Regions from separate parts of the Mus musculus genome. Here region 2 is linked to region 1. Evidence: chromatin contacts called from public HiChIP or PLAC-seq data. All regions are on one chromosome and are shown on one strand. The core of a region is the stretch at or near the end of the contact, and the rest is flanking DNA. Distances in the headings are between cores, read along the strand shown. Region 1 holds the start of Lats2 (large tumor suppressor 2). Region 2 overlaps Zdhhc20 (zinc finger, DHHC domain containing 20).

The links. HiChIP or PLAC-seq counts read pairs in DNA pulled down with a chosen protein or histone mark.
Region 2: an H3K27ac HiChIP or PLAC-seq map of epiblast stem cells shows a contact between it and region 1. The contact joins the enhancer-like site here to the promoter of Lats2 in region 1. A contact is called at or near these places in 1 of 39 promoter capture datasets (the HPC-7 cell line), 3 of 115 datasets of contacts at active chromatin or transcription factors (embryonic stem cells and epiblast stem cells) and 4 of 9 other capture datasets (adipose tissue, embryonic stem cells, liver and 1 more).

Annotation. Positions count from the first base shown.
Region 1 is chr14:57,744,473-57,747,650 of GRCm38.p6, reverse strand. It overlaps Lats2 (large tumor suppressor 2), which reads left to right and starts at 1,528. Exons shown (of 8, transcript NM_015771.2): 1 at 1,528-1,761. It overlaps Gm52140, which reads right to left. Exons shown (of 3, transcript XM_030248241.1): 2 at 1,313-2,356. The coding sequence ends at 1,339.
Region 2 is chr14:57,860,800-57,863,977 of GRCm38.p6, reverse strand. The region is part of intron 4 of Zdhhc20 (zinc finger, DHHC domain containing 20); the gene reads left to right. Among named protein-coding and RNA genes, the nearest start is that of Zdhhc20, 28 kb to the left of the region's middle. Within about 2 kb of position 1,702, at least 27 of the 459 cell types and tissues checked have an H3K27ac peak or open chromatin away from gene starts, as enhancers often do. A contact at or near this core is called in the HPC-7 cell line and epiblast stem cells, where this site is marked.

The DNA.
Region 1 (3,178 bases), core at 279-2,778:
CTCTGAGGTCAGCCAGCCTCTGCCTCCTCAGTACTGGGATTAAAGACATGCGCCACCACTGTTTGACAAAAAGAAAGTTATTTTTGTTCTTTTAAAAAAAAGATTTATTTTTATTTATGTGTGTGTCTGTGCTAAGCATATGCACATGTGTGTGTGCATTTACCCACAGAACAAGGCATTGGATCCCTTGGCACTGGTGTCTCTGTCTCTCTGTCTCTCTCTCCCTTCCTCCATCCCTCCCTCCCTCTGCACCCCTACTTTCCCCCTCTACCGGGTTTCTCTGTGTAGCCATGGTTGTCCCGGAATTCTCTCTGTAACCAGATTGACCTTGAACTCAGAGATCACCTGCTTTCCTGAGAGCTGGGATTATAGGTGTGCATCACTAACCGGCTTCCCTAACATTTCTTAGAGCAAGAGATAGGAACTTTTAACACACAGTGAAGGTTGCCAGTGCGCTTGGGGAGATGGGGGAGGAAGTTCCCAGGTGAGTGCTAGACTCCTCTTTTACAGAATATTACTTGATGCATTGGTTTCTCATCACGGTGCAAGATGTCAGTGTAGCACACAGGGTCAGGCTGACTAAAGAAAATGAGGCTAATCTGCAAGAGGCTTAATTATTAAAGTTCAAAGGACAAAGAAATGAGAATCTCTGGAAGAAGCCTTAAGGGAATTAGAGAGGTGGGGGTGGGGGTGGGGGTGGGGGTGGTGGTGGTGAGGGGCAGTCCAGGACTAAAGTCTGTTGAGGCAGTTAAAACAGTCCTGACAAGGGTTCTTCTGACAAGACAGCCTGAATTTGGCACAGGAGAGGGGGCTCGACTTCCTTCCCGAGGACAAAAATAAAAACTGGTACAAATGATCTTCACTCTTGTGAATTTCTTCCGGAATTGAAACTTCAAATGTCACGTTTGCTAATTAAAGAGGAAGTCTGGTTGACTTTTAAGACTATTAGTCCCCACCATCACTTACCACAGATCGTAAGTTGGTGGGGAGTGTGACGTTAGACAGCCAATAGTAAACGAAAGACTTTGCTTCCACGCTGTTATTTCTCAGCGTCTGTCCCTGGACCAAATCCCCAAATGGAGGATAAAGGAGTGGCCGAAGTGTAAACGCCAGTCTCCTCGGCTGGTTCGTGCAATACTGATGTGTTTTATAAAACCATAAGGCACTTTCCTAAAACGTGCCCAGGGAGGGAGCTGGTTAGCCTGCGTCCGGTTAAGCCCAGGCTGTCAGGCGTCCCGGTTTATTATTTGATGCCCGGGTCTCAGCAGCCGGCTGCACTTTCCGTGGCTGGCACCGGGGCCTGTGAACTTACTTTTCTCACCCACTGGTACGAGGCGTTTAGGGAAACCGGCGCTCCCGGGCTGGGGGCTTCCGACGCGAGCCCAGCGCAGGGCAGGTGGCCGCCCAGCCAGGCGGCGCAGGAAGCGGCCCGTGGGGCGGAGCGGGCGGCGGGTAGCAAGGCCGCGGGCGCCCCGCCCGGGCTGGTATGCGGCCGGGAGTGACGCGGGAGGAGGGGTCACGTGACGCCCGTGGAATGCCAACAATGTAGCGAATGTCCCGCTCGGGTCTGCGCTTCGGAACCGCGGCGTGAGCGCCCCGGGAAGATGGAGCCGCCGCCGCCAGCGCCGCCGCCGCTTCCCCGGGCTCCCCCGACCCTCCGGGGTCAGCAACCACTGCCGCCACCGGCGCCCGGTCTCCCGGCGCGCGAGGTCCCGGAGCCGCGGGCCAGGACGCCGCCGAGGGTGTAGAGCGCTCCCGGAGGTGAGGGGCCGCGGCCGGGAAGTTTGTCGGGACAGGGCTCCGCCCGGTCCCACGGGCGAGCTGCCCTGCGGGACAGGGACAACCCGTCCGCTGGGTCCCGGGCGGGTGCGGAGCAGCGGGTGGCGGCGGCGGGGCGGCTTTGTTGTGCTCGCGCGGCGGCGTCCGGAGGCCCAGACCCCGCGTCCCGCGGCGCCGACCCCGCCCAGCCTGGGCCTCCGTGCGCCGCGCCGTCCACCACGCGCGCTCGCGGCCTTGCGCGCTGCACCTCTGGCCCTCGGCGGCGCGGTGCCCGCCCGGTGTCCGGTGTCCCGTCCCCGGCTGCGCCGTCCGGCGGTCGGTGCGGGGCGGTTGCGTAACGTCTCTTTTGAGCCGACTTCTCCCGGGCCGGCCTCCGCCGCGACTCCACGGCCTGAGTCCGTAGCGCTGGTCACGCACGAGCCTCGCCTGCGTGGCCCGGGTCTCGCCCGGGCGACTTCGGCCACCAGCGGCGTGCAGGAGGCGGCCGGGTGAAAACTTATGCCTGTGAGTGTGAGCGGGAGAGAACTGGACGTGCAGATTTTGTTGACAAAAAAGTTTGAGCGAGGACTTTTCACGCCTTTAAATTTCCCCTGCTTGCCCGTAATGTAGCCGCTTATTAGGGAATTTGTACCAAGTCTTGCTCCATATTTTTAGTTTAACCCCAGGTTAGGTCAGTAAATGATGCTCACCAGTTTTGAGTGCTAAATCTGGAGACAAGGCTACTTTTTGTGATTTTTCTTTTCTCCCCTTTTAGCAACTGTTGTAATAAGGCGCTAACAAAAAAAAAAAAATCTTCCAGCATAGGAATGCAGACGCTGCTTAGAAAGCCTGTTTTTAACTTAACTATAGTTAACAATACATTACAGTATTCAGCCTCTCGTAAAATTTTGGTTATCCAGGTATAGAAAACGCTGTTGAACGAATTCACCATGGTTCCTTTGAAATTGCTTAACTTTTACCACACTTCAAAATGTCAGCTTCATATGGTACCAACAGAGGCTGCTATACAGAATTACAGAATCCGAAGTTTTGAACTGAGAGTTTTTCAGCTTCGCCATCTAGTTGGAATAGTATAAATGTAAATTGGAGCTGTGGGTTATTTCTTTCCTTCGAGAAATCACGGCCTTGGTGGGAGGGACTTTCAGTGGTGGGAGGGACTTTCAATGATGGGCGGGGAACACGTTTACAATAAAATGCCTTGTTATTTTAAATGCTGTGTTGTAAATAGCCTGCCCTAGGCCCTTAAAACCCACTGGAGAGTAGAATGGAGGTTGGAGCTGGTAAATCCACACTAAACTCGAACGAAAGCTATTGGGGAACCATGTGGGGGAGGGTAACGCGGGGGTGGGGGTTTTGTGTTTGTATCGGGAAACCTAGACCAACACAACGTTTTGTATTT
Region 2 (3,178 bases), core at 453-2,952, 120 kb before region 1:
ATAAACCCTGACTCAAAGTTTTAAACTGAGTATAGTGGTTCACACCTTTAATCCCATCAGACAGAGTATGAGGCTATCCTGGTCTTACATAATGAGTTACATTATTACATAGGTAGGCTCTGTCTCAAAAAACAAAACAAGGGCTGGAGAGATAGCTCAGGGGTTAAGAGCACTGACTGTTCTTCCAGAGATCCAGAGTTCAATTCCCAAAATCAATTCCCATTACAGCAATAGCAATCCTAACAAGCCCAATTCATTTTCCTGGTTCTAGCCTGCCTAGATGGCTAGATGGCTAGATGGTAGCTCACAACCATCTGTAATGGAATCTGATGCCCTCTTCTGGTGTGTCTGAAGACATTGACAGTGTATTCACATATATAAAATAAATAAAAACAAAACAAACAAAAAAAAAGAAACAGAGCAAGAAAAGTTTTAATTATCTGCAATATTTTAAGGAGTCTATTGGGATTCTAAAGATGGAAAACAGATGGTGGGTTGGAGACATGGCTCAGTGGGTAAGAGTGCTTGCCATGAGGACCTGAGTTTGAGTCTCTGACACCCACGTAAAAATCCCAGGATTGCAGTGTGTGCCTGTAACACTGCAGGGTGAGGACAGGAACTTCCTGTGAGCACCAGCCAGCCAGCCTAGCCAAAGCAGCAAGCTTCCTGCTCAGGATGAGATGCTGTGTCCAGGCAACGGAAGAGTTTTTCCTGGCCTCCATACAAGTGTGTACAACACTTATACCATACCACACACAGACAACACATGATAAATGATGCAACTTGCTTTTTACAGTACAGAATAAACACATCTCTTGAAGATAAAGCCTTCATTTTTCTTTATTAGTGCTGTGCAAGTCACTTAAACATTTGAAGCCCAAGTCACCTCAGTAGCCCCAGAAGGCACAGTTTGATGCTGCCGGCAGTGCAGTCTGAAGAGTTAGTTCTTTCAGAGGGCTCAAGGTCAGGCCAGGGTTTATGACTTATGCACAGAATTTCAGGATGGATCAGGATAAAGCAGAGTTGAAGTTTATTAAGAAAAAGTTTCCGGCAGGTAAGATGGCTCAAGCTGTTAAGACTGGTAGTTGCTGGGGCTGCAGAGATGGCTCAGCGGTTAAGAGCACTGACTGCACTTTCAGGGGTCCTGAGTTCAAATCCCAGCAACCACATGGTGTTTCACAACCATCTCTAATGGGATCTGATGCCCTCTTCTGGGGTCTGAAGACAGCTACAGTGTACTTAGATAAAATAAATAAATACATTTAAATTTAAAAAAAAATGCTGGCTGCTCTTCCAGAGGTTCTGAGTTCAATTCCTAGCAACCACATGGTGATTCACAACCATCTATAAAGGGATCTGATGCCCCCCCTCTTCCAGCATGTAGGAATACATGCAGGCAGAACACTCATACATTAAAAAAGTTAGTTTCATGGGGCTGTAGAGGGTGGAGGATGGGGTTAAGTGTTCCTGCTGCTTCTGTGGAGGACCTATGGGTTTGTCTCCCAGCATCAAACCAAACATCACGTTTGCTGGGAAATCACCTGTACCCATATGCATATCATCACAGAAACACATTACACATAATTAAAGGCAATCTCTTAAAACTTAGTATAGCTATACACTCGTGCTAGGGAGGGGCAGGCTTAGGATACACAATTTATATCTGAGATAAAAGTCTTCTAATTGGACAGAAAGGGGAAGTGTTGTGGATAGCCCTGGGGTTGCTTGTATGTTGATAGTAATTCTGCTCTCCTGGGAGGGGCTTTGGACAAGGAGTGAGTCATACTCAGGTGACTTCTTGTGAACCAATCCCCTGATGAATAAAGGAGCCAATCACTGGATGAGTAGGGGACTTCCGGTTGGAGGGGGAAAGAGAGGAAGAGGAGAGGGTTAGGTTATTTTGGATGGGGATAGCATGAGGACAAGATGTAATTGCTTGTGTCTCCCAGTTTCAATGGCGGATCAGTCAGAATTCGGATTTTAGTTGCTGTACCCTGCAAATGAGTTATTGTTTCTGAACTAAGTTTGTGTCTCATGGGTTTGCCAGATGTGCACCACAAAGACAGCCATGGCTATACAGAGAAACAAAGAAGGAAAAAGCAGCCTGGGGGGAAGGCTGGGTCTGGCAAGGTAGCTATCAGCCAGTGGAAACTTAGCAAGCTGGGTAGAGACCATGGGGAGCTCTGGGCCAGAGAGTCTCCATGAGATAAAAACAGGTCAGCCATTGCCTGCCAGTGCATACATAGCTGGCCAGCCCACTGAGGCAGAGCCTTACCAGCACAACTGTGGGAAGGTGCCTGGTTCCTGCAACAGATAGCCTAAGAGGGGATTCCAGGCATCTTTTCAGCCTATCTTCATTTCTGGCACATTTTATCAACAAAGCTGCACCTTGGATTCCTTTGGTTTTTCGAGACAGGGTTCTCTGTGTAGCCCTGGCTGTCCTGAAACTCACTCTGTAGACCAGGCTGGCCTCAAACTCAGAAATCCACCTGCCTCTGCCCCCCCAGTGCTGGGATCAAAGGCGTGCTCCACCACCACCCAGCTGCACCTTGGATTCTTAAGATTTCAGAAGGATTTGACATTTTGCCCCAGCACATCCCAGGAGCCCTCTGTCAGAGTTCATTATTCACCTGGGCATGTGCCTTTCTATTCATTGTCTGTCTGTCCAGTCAGAGCCATTTTTGTGTTTCTAGCTTTGGAAGGATACTTGTACTTTAATGAGTTGTTTGAACCTTCAAACTCATAGAAAACAGATTTCCATTTAAAATCTAGTGTCATGGAAGCAGGAGACAGGTTTGCAGGTGGGCAGTATTTGCCATGTATAGGAACTCTGATGAACACCCTAGCCACACTCTGCTGCATCTTTCCTCAGTACTGTCCTTGTCTGGCTGCTCTGTACAAAAACTGCAGCTGTTTCATTAGCTTCAACTGCTCATTTATTAAGCATTGTTTTGTTTCTTTCTCCCATTATCCCTCCTTTAGACAGGGTTTCACCATGTAGCCCTAAAGCTCATCATAATCTACCTGTCTCTGCCTTCCAAGTGCTGGATTAAATTCTTGCAATACCACAGCTGACTGCAACCCATTGTTCTTACAGGGCCTGCCACGCAGATCTGTGCACAGCTGTCACAGATAGAGTGGAGAGAGGATGTAGAGGAAAGGGAACATGAGGAGCGAG